Linked DNA regions of Columba livia: region 2 is linked to region 1. Evidence: chromatin contacts called from public Hi-C data. All regions are on one chromosome and are shown on one strand. Each heading gives the region's core, a stretch centred on a gene start, on an enhancer-like site or on the middle of the called end of the contact. The rest is flanking DNA. Distances are from core to core; before and after follow the strand shown. Region 1 has its middle 120 kb from the start of LRMDA. Region 2 overlaps LRMDA (leucine rich melanocyte differentiation associated).

Region 1 (6,158 bases), core at 332-2,831:
TAACTTCACTCCTTCAACTATGCAGTGCAGCATAACTGGACATATCGTGTGAGATTATTTTCACTTTTCTTGGAAGCTTCACCTAGAACTAGCCACTACTGGAAGCAAGACAGCAAATTTGCTAAGCCAGCTTGCTGCTCTGGTACAGTAAATCAGCTGTTCCTATGGCAAGTAGTATGTGTGTGTGTGTATGTATGTGTGTATATATACATATATGTAGATATATTATTTTTTCTTCAGTGCACAGTACAAGGAAAGGATGACTCAAGCTGAGTTTCACAGGTGAAGTTCAGATGAGTTCAGATCTGTTCAAGCCCTCTCAGTGTTCCCATATGCTTGACTCAACTCCAAATATTTAATTGTCAGCTCCAAGCAAAAACTTCCAAAGCAGCAGCAGAGGATGGGATTTGTGAACTCTGCTTTCCAGCACTAAGCACTTGAGCACTTTTTTTTTTTTTATAATCTGTCATTTGTACTTTTTCATACTAAAGGTGACAGTCTAATTCACATATGACCAACACCCATAAATCATGTTGGGGGGAGGAAATATTCATAAATCCATATCAAACAGCACCCAAATTATGACAAATGACATGGCAGTCATAAAATTGCACAAGCACAACTCACCAAGTCATTAATTTCATGGCCGTGGAAAATAAACAGACACATTTTTTTCGCAGCCCTAATAAATTTTAAAAAACTCAAAGAATGGTCCATCTGCTTCGAATAATTTTTAATTTCCTATTCTGTCTCGTTCCCATTAGCTATTCCACTGAGATATTTGCTAAATTCTTTCATTTGCCTCCTCCCATCTGTATTCAATTACTCTATTCCCAAATAGAGTTAGTTTTTCTTTCTCCTAAGCACAGTACAAAATATCCCCACCTGTACCTTAAAGCAAATGTTATGTGTGTTTTATTATCTGTTAGACTCTATGAGTCATTCTAACTCGATTGCCTGTGCTGAAAGACTTGGAGGGCAATCTGATTTTGATGTTTTCTGGCTTTGGTGAAAAACACCTGCCTGATTCTCATAGCTAATCTATTAACTTGGTAAATGCCTCAACAGATGTTCTAGAATCAGCTAGGGATCAGGGTCTGTCCTCGTGACAGCGTCTGCTTGTAAGCTTGAAATATTTAAATGTTCAGAGATCAGAGGCCAATGATGTGTTTTGGGTACAAGCTTTCACTAAATCATATTTTTTCAGTCAGTCCCTGGAGTGCAATCCACATACAATAAGTGGCTGGAGCATTCTGACTGAGCAGGCCAACAATACAGGCCTCCTTGAACTTTGAAGGGACATGAATTTCAAGGCAACATTGGCTTCTTTTATTGAAAAATGGAACAAATTTTAGACTGTGCTGAAGCTGTTCCCTTTTAAGCTACAAGTATTTTTTCCAGTTCCTTTCCTTTCTGCCTAATGAAACCCATTAAGAAAGCATAAGCCTTGGCTTTGAGACCTGCCTTTCCAAGGATAACTTGACGTCTCTGAGGAACCTGCTCTAAGCTGTCATCCTCTGTTTGGGTCAATGCTGTTCTGCATGATTCACTTACTGTGTGCCCAATCCTCCACTTTGTTATGTTGGTTTTAAGCCAGGGTTGTTCCACTGACTCTAAGCCATTCCAGTCTATGATAGCCCCCGAAGGCTGCACCGACTGGCTGGGATCACTGGAGCAGAGCAATCCCTTGAGAAGGCTTTACTCCTCTCATAGGAAGGGTGGGAGAGATGCATGACATCAGTGTTAAGCCCATGTAGATTCCCATTTTGCAGGTTAAGGCAGTTTTCTATCCAGATAGTACCGCCAGAGCACCACAAATGAGAAAAGAAAGACTCACCACACAGAACACCACACGGCCACTGCTGCCCCATCTCTGCTTTCAGAAATGGCTCCTTGTCAATCAAAGCTGGACCTGAGTGGCTAAAAATGTTTATTACTTTCATGAGCATTTATATCATCTTGATTCTTGTAAGAAATGCTCAGGCTTGTAATAAAACATCCCAAATGACTCAATTTGAAGCTGCATGCTTCACTGGAAAAATTTTCTCAATGAGATCACATAAAAGGCAGAACTAGAAATCAGGACACTCTCTGACCTTCACTCACCACGTGATGCCGGTCACTTCACTTACCCTTTGTTTATTTTCACTTCTTTATCTGCTAAATAGGCTTCATCAATGCAAACTTACTTCACTGCTTTGAAGCTTAATTAGTTAATGTTTGCAAAGAGTTTTGAGATCAATACGGTATTATTACTAATGTACTCAAAATCTCATCTCTGCTGCTATTTGCTCTTGGAAGCTTGACAAGAAGGCTTTCACTGTTTCATGTCTTCAGCAATCCTCAGAAGCAGATCTGCTGTTAGAGCTCTCATATGAGTGATCAGCAGATGGAGTTGGAGGAGTGAGAAGGAAAATGACTGATTCATACTGCTATTGCTGTTACACACGCTGCATTCTGGAAGTCAAAATAAGAAAGATGAAGGGAGGGTTGAAAACAAATACTTAAGCATTTAAAGGAAGACACTGGAAGTACAGAGAACTGCTCATATGTTATCTAAAGTAATGGCATTTTTCGAAAGCATCCTTTTGGTGTAGCCATCTTGTTAGCCTTCAAGCCTGACGAGTTGGAGAAAGGTTCTAAATGTGAGATGAGGGAGAAGAAAAGAAAGGGTCACTGGAAACAGTGTTCCCATCTGAGGATCTATGACAAGAAGCTTCATTAAGGAATTGACCATAGTTTACCTAACAGGAACGGTTTCTTCCTCCAGTTTTCAGGCTGTATCTGTGCTGAAATCAAATCTACTCCTCTCCTGCCACCGAGAGATTAAAAAATGGAACTCGTTACTTGAAAGATACAATAACAAAGCTTGATTTTTCAAGTATAATCTCTGCAAAGTTCTCTTTATAAATTAGGCAGATAAGTATACTTGCTTATCACTTCTTGTCTGTTTTGACACTTAAAAAGTGGTTTATTTTTTTTTCCTAAAAACAAAAAAAAAAAACAAAAACAAAACAAAACAAAAAAAAAAAAAAAAACAAAAACAAAAACAAAAAAAAAAAAAAAAAAAGAAACAATGGGCCACATCCTGGTCCAGTCTTGCTGGCACAAGAGATGCCTTGATGTGAAGAACTAGCTAGGGACTGTACTGGCAAGAGAGAATGTCTGGATAAACGAGAGCCAACAAAGCCAATTTTAACCCACGTGCCTCTGTGCATGTAGAAAACTTGACACCAGAGATAGAAGTGATATGATAGAACAAGGGCTAATGGTTTTAAACTAAGATAGGGGAGAGATTGAGCTGGGCCTCTGAGCAACCTGATCTGGCTGAAGATGTCCCTGCTCATTGCAGGTAGGTTGGAGTAGATGACCTTCAAAGGTCTCTTCCAACCCAAACTATTCTATGATTCTATGATCAGTGCACGTTCCACAGGAACAAAACATGGCACATATAAACTTTTCCTTATAGCATGTGCAAGACTGGTATCTCCAGACTCAAGCATGGTTGCACATCTACACTACTCTTCTGCAAAGATTAAGATGTTGGTTCAGGATCCTCTCTAATCTAGAACACTTAAAAATCTTTTGTCTGCATTCTACACATATTTTCTTCAGTAAACATTTGAAAAAAAAACTACCTTCCAGATTAACACAAGAAAGAGAATACATTTTTCATACCAGATACATGCAGCTCCATTGACACAAGCTGCGTTGCATTTGTAGATCCTTTGGTACAAAAAGAGATACATACGTTATAAACCAAGAACAATTAAATACGATGTTATTATAGCCGTCCACAGCAGAGGGTGCTAAGATTAAAGAGAACTGACCATAGAGTTAACATCTGAGGCAACGGGAGCAGATTTACAGCAAGGAAGGAGATGGAGGTTTGTTGATTAGTGGAGTAATAAAAATGATGGTTGACTCTTCATGAATGCTACCTGTTGGTTTTTCTGAAATTCAGGCTTTTCATAAGAAAGGACGTACAACATTCAGAGCAGAAAATGAATCAATAATTTTTCTCAGAAACTGAATTTAAAGCACATACTAATAAAAACAAATCAGAACAAACAAGCACAGTGAATGTTTTCCTATACTCTGCCTTCTTTCCACCCAGAAGTCTTTTAATCAGCCTCAAGAAGATACGCTTATCTCATGCCAAAAGCAGCCTTAAATAAGTAAGAGCGGAAAATTCAGAAATACTTCTGCCAGCGAAACTGGTATTTGAGGTATTTGACTGATAGCTCAGCTTCTATTGTGTTTCAGTGAAAACACATACTTGAATTTAGAGCTGGGTAATGACATTATTGCGTTAAGCTTGTTATTCGAAAACAGACAAACTGCTCCAGAAATATTCTGCTACCAGACAAATGTTTGGCTTAATTTCTTCAGAGGTGACTGAACATGTCATTAGTCCCCCCTCCCTATACCTACTTACCCATCACTTTTCACAGACTATTAAATTTACTTGTGGGGCAGGATGAAGCAAAAGAGGGGACGAGGCAAGAGGTTGAATATCAACAGCTCTGAAGTATTTGTCCAAGGGCCTGGAAAACTCACAAGTTTGAAAAGGGACTATCAAGTCTTTGGCCGGTGAGTCGAACTGAACTCGGAGCAGAAACAAGTGAAAACTTTTACCCTTTGGTGAAATGTAGTGTCCTCTATCAGCCATCCACACAAAGCAAGCTCACCTTGATTATTTGCTCCTTCACCTACACCTCTGCAGAAAGCAGGCTTACCTCTCATTGAGCCCAGGAGCAGCAATTGGGATTCTCTCTCTGAAACACATAGGAAGCTGTCATCCTTCATTATCAGCTCTCTGGCCTGCAAGACCTGAACCAAAATTGGACAAAAGTCAGAGGAGGGAGTAACTTTGTAATGGGAATCACAACAGCAAACTTGACTACTCTTAAGATGTAGCTCTAGAAGTTCACCTGTGACAGTAGACGTGATGTCCATTCCAGATCCACGTTCCTGTGTGCAATAACTAGATTGCGTATTAACTTATAATAGCGAAAGGCTAAGAACCAGGGGGCCAAAATATCTTCTCCCTGCTTGTCGCAGATGTGTTCCTCTAGGTCAGGACCCCGCCACACAAGCCCAGCAATGCAGGTAAATCTTACAACTGCCATCCATGCAGTTCCCACAGTGAGACTTTTCACCAACAGTAAGTCCAATGCAAATATCAAACAAACAACTCATAAAAGTAGTTTGTTTTATTTAATAAAAACAAACAAAATTTATTACAGGAATCAGAAATCCAGGGTGGCTTTCTGCTTGCTGGTTTTGACATCAGGGGAACTCTAGATTTACACCAGAGTGTGTAGAAATCAGACATGGAGAGAGAATACTTGGTTTAACAGTTTACTTAAAAGTACAGGATACTCACACTGGAGAAAGGCAAGAGGGAGAGGGGAAGGCTGAAATACAGCCTCACAGAAGAAAGCCCACAGAAACCATGGCTGGCAACTTGTTGGGAATCTAAGCTTTGGCCATCAAAGAAACTGAGGTGGCTCCCCACAGACATCTACTTGTTTCAATGGAAGCTGCGAGGCTAAAGAGGCATTTTGCTCAACAGCATTTTGAGGGATCTGGACTTTATCATTTTGGTATAACCTAACATCTTTGTGCCTGAAGTCCCAGCTTTAAATCTTGTAGGAAGATGAGAGGATGATCTGGTTACTGACAATAAGCCAAAAAGAAAAGCACAGTAATGCCCACATAGAGCATATATGCAAGTCCTCAGGGCAGAATTCCTGTTATGATTAGCAACATAACTCTGAGATTAATTCAACCACTATTCAATTGTATGTTCTCTTTTCCTTCTCTTCCTCTCCAAGTTACCACTCTTACTGGGCAAGAGTACTCACTCAAGAGTGAAGTCAAGTAATGAACAAATGCAGAGAAAGATGTTTTACATCTCTTTTCATACTTTCCATGCAGCTCCCTCCGCCTTAAAATTTAGGGGAATAAAGACAATGTTTTCTACGCAGACAATGAGAAGGATACGCATTGAATGTCAGTTCTATAGGAGAGCAAAGGAGAGACTGAAATAAACCCATGAAAGGAAATGCACCACATTCTTCCACCCTCTACCCCAACAAATCCAATTAAACTTGCCAAGACACACACACATGCTGTCAATCATTCCAGATCCT
Region 2 (6,103 bases), core at 1,591-4,090, 120 kb before region 1:
AGCCCGAACTGCAGTTTTATGAATTTCAGCTCTGGAAAGTTATACACAAAGATTTTGATGCAAGTGATGAAATGAACACTTAAAGTTATTATTACTGTTTTGCTCAGTCACTGTCGCCAAGATTAATGAAAAATTAAAATAGCTTATTTTATATGTAGAGTGGTGGTAAGGAGGTCTCTCTTCCAGGTTTGTTAAGTATTTGACCTGGCAAGTGTCACGTAGTATTTTGATATTAATCTAGCAAATTTGCCTTTTTTCTTTTTCCTTTTTTTTTTTTTTTTTTTTTTTTTTCCTCCTAACAGAGATTGACTTATGGACATTAAGGTTTTTAGGTAAAAGGAACTGCATTTGTTATTTGCCCACCCCCCCCCCCCCCGTTCTTACTAACTGGATGGGTTGTGGAGTTGACAGCAGCCGCTGGTCCATGCCACCGAACTAAAATAATTTCACAGTGAAAAACCAGCTCGAGAGGACAAGCAACAGAAGGGCAAAACCCATCAAAACCCAAAACTCCGATCAATCTGACCAGAGTCAGGCATACATTAGTTTAAATTAAACACTTTCATCGTTCTCACAAATCTTTTTTGAACATTAAAGTTAAACTCATGTAATATTTAAATCAACTCTTGTCAGATGCTAAGTGCAACGGAAGAACCAAAATAAAAATTAATGCATTTTCATCCCCTCTCGAAGGCTTACTCTGGATTCCACTTCGACAAAGTACTTCTGATAAGCAACACTTAGAAAAGAAGGGTTCTGTTTATCTTATCTATGGGGAAATGTAATTAAGCTGGTTTTATGAAACAATAAAACACCAGACTCCACAGACAGCAAAGGGGTTTCTGCAATATATCTGAACCTATATGGGTATATGCACCTTGGCTTATGCGTACAAGTCCACACCAAACACACACATATATGTTTGCTTGCTTAATTTTAGAATGCAAAATATTTGCCAAAGCTAAAATACAGTGATGCCTTTACGACGGGAAGATTTTCCTCAGCGATAAGAGGCTCCATTTCCTAAGACTAGCACGTCAGCCGCTGCCCATGCGGTACCTTTGGAGCTCCCCTCAGCGCAGGCAGCAAGGTACGGGCAGGGCGGCGAACGGGGCTGAACCTCCGCTCTCTAATTCGAGGTTTGTCATCAACTGCCCACATTGACAACCGAAATCACCCAGGCAAGTGGAGTCATGGAAGGCCCAGGCTTTCCGACACAGAAGTAAATGTGCATTCCTATTCCTTAAAAACATCGATCAAAAGTCAGTTTTTCATCTTTAGAAAAGACGGAGAGAAACGCTGCCTTGTATTAAGACTGTTGGCTCTCACTAGAGACTTTCAGTAGAGCGCCGTTAAGGTTTGTTTTGTGTAGGGCTTTTTGTTTGTTTGTTTGTTTAAGGAACGAATCTACAGTTGGAAAATCGCTGGAGTTACAAGCATCGAATCTCCTTTCCATCCAGATTTTGGGTATTTCTAACGCCAAGCTGAGACCCCCACCCCACGGTTCTCTCTGCACCACGAAGCGCAGCCCGCACTGCTGCACAAGCAGACCTGCGGCAGGCAAGCGATCAGTCCTGATCGGAGGTGTCTAATCCCTGCTAAATCTCTCTGTCAACTCAGTCCTAGGAAATTCGGGGCAGACTACATTCAAGAAAAAAAAAAAAAAAAGTCAAATGTTGTTGCAGTGAAACATAAAGGTGTCAAAAGAAAAAAGACGGACCCCGAGCCCGTATGCTCCCACTTATTTGGAGATGGAATGCTTTGGCGGACACAGGGCTGAAATTTGAGGAGCTTATACATTCGAGCTTGTGCGTATATGTGAAAAGACTGTCCTAATGCTGGGTATTTCTCCATCAAGAGCAACCAGGTGCTGCTGCTGCAAAAATCCCACCTCCGGCCGTCTTGCTCTGTGCGTGTGTGTGCGCACACAGCGATGCACAGACTTTGTTCTCGCTTCATGTCTGAAATTCATCAGTCGCTCCCCCCTCCCAGCAATCCCGTCCCCATGTGAAAAAAGTAAATTCGTTCAGGCTTTGAATATTGTAAGAAGTCTTGTGTGTACTTTTTTTTTAAATCTTCAAATGAATTAAAGACAACCTGACAATGCTGTCATCTGTCTTCAACGTCACATCAAGGCAAGAAATAATGATAACAGAGCAGCAGAAAGACGCCCACTGAAACCTGGAGAATATATATACACACATATACACACACATATATGCCTTGAAACAGTTTGAAGGAACAAAATTAGATTACCATTCTTGAGCTATCACGGTAAGAATAAGTGGGATTTTATTTCTTTTTTTGGTAACTGCTTCGTCTTTCCTGCTTTATTTTGTGGAGCGCGTGCTCCTTGATCCAAGCCACTTCTGTGGAATGGGGCAAGACGACGAGCAGGCACATTCCTCGCTCCTCAACCACTACGACCAGTGGGAACACAAAAATACCTCCCCTCCCCCTCCACCGTTTCAGGCTCCCGTTCCAGTTAATAATACACGTTACTGCTTTCCTGAAGGGCAGGCCAGAGCGTGGCACATTTTGCGCGGACACCCACGCGGGGACCCGGTGCGGAGCAGCTCGGCCCCCGGGAGGGCAGAGGGGGCTGCGGCCCTTTGTCTCGGGGGCCCTGCGAGGATTGGTTCGCGCTCCCGCCCGCCAGGCGGCGCTGCCGCGCCCCGCGGCGCAAGGAGCCGCTGAGGCGCGAGCGGCCGCTCCCCGCGAGGGCCCCGTGACAGCCGCGCGACCGCCTCCGCGTGCGCGGCGCGGACCCGAGACACATCGCGCGCTCGGGCGGGGGAAGTGCTGATCCCATCCCAAGCACTGCGGGACAGACGGGTCCAGCCAGATCAGAACAGATAGGCCGAACCACACAAAAAACATGGTGGTGGCGGGCTCTCTCTCCGCTTCGGTTTGTTTTTTAATCGCGCTTGTAATCTCCTTCACTCTGAAGGGTAAATAAATTGCAGTTGTACGAAAAACAATTGGTGCTACATGTGTTCATAACAGATGGGATCTTATCACAGTTTAACTGTAATAAATTCTGACTTCTGGAAATTGTAATCTTTACTCTGTGTTCGATGTCTCGTTTCTGCTGTAATAACAGGCCCGCGAACTTGTGCGAGCAAGCAGAAAAGTTTCCGGTGCTCGCGTTGCTCCGCAGCCTCTTCCCCATCGCGGGTCTTACGAAGTTCCCATGAAAACGCATCCGAAAAATCAAAAGGGAGAGAAAACGCCGGCTCACAGGGAGGCAAACAGAGGGTCCATCCCTCGTTGGGTAACATTATTTACCAAGGGCAATCATATAGCCCTTAACATACACGCAGAAACACTAAGAACGAGCTCTCCGCGTGGCGAAGCCTGGCGAATGACAGATCACGCTTGGCTTGGAGAAGACAGAAAACGTCAGAAGCAGAAATGCACCCCCCAAGGAAGCCAAGACCAAACTTCAGATCAATCCTCCTGCGCCTCAGATCACGAAACTAAAAAATAAATTTGAATAACCACTGAAAGGACAAAATTATAACAATGAATTGTCCATATTAACTGAGGCTGCGGGACTAATTATTTTCACCATCTCGTCCTTCCTATTACTGTTTATCAAGTCGCAGGATAAACACTTGTAAATCCATTACATTTCCACAAATCCTTTCGCTGCTTTCTTTTTGGCCAATGCTTTCGCAACATTAATTGATTTTATTGTACTTTCTGAAGTCACTGCATATTAAACTCAAGCAAGTCTGCTCTGAAAACAGTTTTTTTCCATTGTCATATGGAACCCGTGAACGGGTATTACTGAAGCTACTGCAGACTCTGGTCTCTCTTTTCCCCTGCTGTGATCTTGATGGCAAATGTGAACTGCAGATTATAAATTTCTAATAATCTGCCATGATACAGAAAGCAGCCCCGTTATCGCTGCTGAAAAATTAGTCTAAATCCAAAGGGGGGCTGGTAGCATGAAATGCTACTGGGTGATCGAAATCAAACAAACTAAGAAACAGTTCACAAGTAATTTACGTGACTGGCAGTAGTTATTTTTAGGAAAGGATTTTTGGTGTATAACTAGAAGTTTAATGCAATTTAGAAGCGAGTATAAGTGCTCCAGGTTCTTCAAACCCTTCTCCCTTTTTCCTCAATCACTTTAAGAAAACTGGACCCAACCAGCCTCAAACTGATTAATGATTTCTCGCTTAATGTCGGCTAATTTCCAGTTCCTTTACTTGCCACGCTAGCCCCGTGATCATTATTTAAAAGCTTGGGGCTTGTGTTGGGAGCGCTGACCCTCTGCCGCACGCAGGCGGGCGGGCTGCTCAGCCCCAGCCGGCGGCAGCAGGACACAGCGCGGCGGACGGGACCCCCGAGCGGCACTGTGCGCTACTCGCAGCCGTTTGCGAGCCGGTACCACCGGCTTCAGCGTCCTCTCTGCCGGCGGTTCGCAATAGTCTTGTAAAATTACTAGGGATAACTACTGTAAAGCACAGAAGACACGCGGAACTGACCGGTTTAGGGAGGAAAGCAAAATGCCGGTGGTTACGAACCCATTCTTCGAGTTACAAGTTTAGCGTTTGTACCCCGTCCTTGGCTGCTCAGCCTCCTTACTCGCGTGCACTGCTACCCACTAGGGCGTTTTGCAAAGTTAAACGCATTGGTTGCTAGTAATGCTGTCATTATTCAAACTGCGAGGAGAAGGGAAAGGACAGAAGAGGGCCCGGGAGCTGAGCCTGCCTGCGCCTGACCCTTGCAGGTCGGCTGGTGTGCAGCGCCGGGGCCACCCCCCGGACCCTGCCGCGGCGGCCCAGCACGGCCCTCACGGCTCTCTGCCTCTTGGCTGGGACACGGCCAGAGAGAAAGGCTGGGGTATCTCTCTACTCCCTGCTTTCCTTCTCGGAGGGAGGCACCGCACGGCCCAGCCCAAGCCACAGCCACCTCGAGGCTCTGCCAGCAGGGAACGGCCTTCCCGTGGTGGCAAGGCCAGGAGAAGGACCGTTTTCAGCCACGGCTTTTTTGAGGCAGGGCACCCCGTTCAGGAAAGGCCACCAGTGCAGTTCACCCACTGCCATGGCTTTGGAGGGGTCGGTTCAGTTGGGAGTGGGACAGCCAGCACAGGTGCAGGACACATTGTGCAGGGGAAGCGATATCGATCCTAACGTCCTTTCTGCCACCACAAGGCTTAAAACTGCAGCTGCAATATAATGTCTTAGTTCACTGAAGTTAGTAAACATTGTCCCAGGTTCTCAACCACAGCCAATCCACCTTACAGTTGTGGGCAAAACATCTCCCCCTTGTACAATTCACAGCCTTTAATCCTCTCTTTGTGGAGATACATTTTTTTCCTGCCAGGAAAGATCAACAGCTGCCATCATGTACTGTGCAAAGATCAACTGCTGCCATCATCTACTGTGGTTTTACTCCATGCTTGAAGTACTTGTCTTGAGGCAGAGGAATACCTACCAATTCCTCAACCTGAAAGGTTTCACACCTACAATTGTCACTTGTTAGGGTTCCTAACCACTGGGCTATTCTAACGTGGGAAAGATTTCCCCCCTTTTTTGAAGGCATTTCACTTTGCATAAAAATGCAGCAGGCCAGAGGGAAAGAGAAGGAAAGAAGAATACTATTTAATCTACTGATTATGGTGCTTGCCAAAGCCTAGAGCTCAGGTCCCCCAGTCATTGCTCAGATTTAATAATGTTCTCACCTACTCTCTCTTTGCTCAAGAAAAAGCTTTAAACATTCAGAAAGAAGAAGAAGAAAAGTAGTAACTCTTTCAACATCTCCTTCCCACCCTAGGTGGTAATTAGAGGAGATAAGTCTACTCAAGTGGAGTAGGAAAAAAATATAGATCTGTAGCCACAAAGCTATTACATAAATTGCTATCTGAATAGGGACCTTCCAGTTACCTTTTTTTTTTTTTAAACAAGAAAGTAAAAACCACCATGATATGTTAGGTGACAGCAAGCTTTACCTCACAAGGCAAAATTTCCCACTGCGTGCATTGATTACACAGCAGAGAAAAACTGGTTCTTGTAGTAGAGTTCCTGGCTGTGCAAGTAAGAATGTTTCTTCTTTTTGGTCAGTATTTTTGTTACTTTGCTCCACCCTGTAT

What was found. A called contact is a pair of places that touch in the nucleus more often than the background predicts.
Region 2: a contact with region 1 is called in a Hi-C map of crop, with 2.4 times the contacts expected there. The contact joins two enhancer-like sites. A contact is called at or near these places in 2 of 2 Hi-C or Micro-C datasets (crop and liver).

Annotation. Positions count from the first base shown.
Region 1 is chr6:23,877,929-23,884,086 of bColLiv1.pat.W.v2, reverse strand. No RefSeq gene overlaps it. Among named protein-coding and RNA genes, the nearest start is that of LRMDA, 120 kb to the left of the region's middle. Within about 2 kb of position 1,581, at least 2 of the 3 cell types and tissues checked have an H3K27ac peak away from gene starts, as active enhancers do.
Region 2 is chr6:24,002,043-24,008,145 of bColLiv1.pat.W.v2, reverse strand. All of the region lies in intron 1 of LRMDA (leucine rich melanocyte differentiation associated), which reads right to left. Among named protein-coding and RNA genes, the nearest start is that of LRMDA, 8.6 kb to the right of the region's middle. Within about 2 kb of position 2,840, at least 3 of the 3 cell types and tissues checked have an H3K27ac peak away from gene starts, as active enhancers do.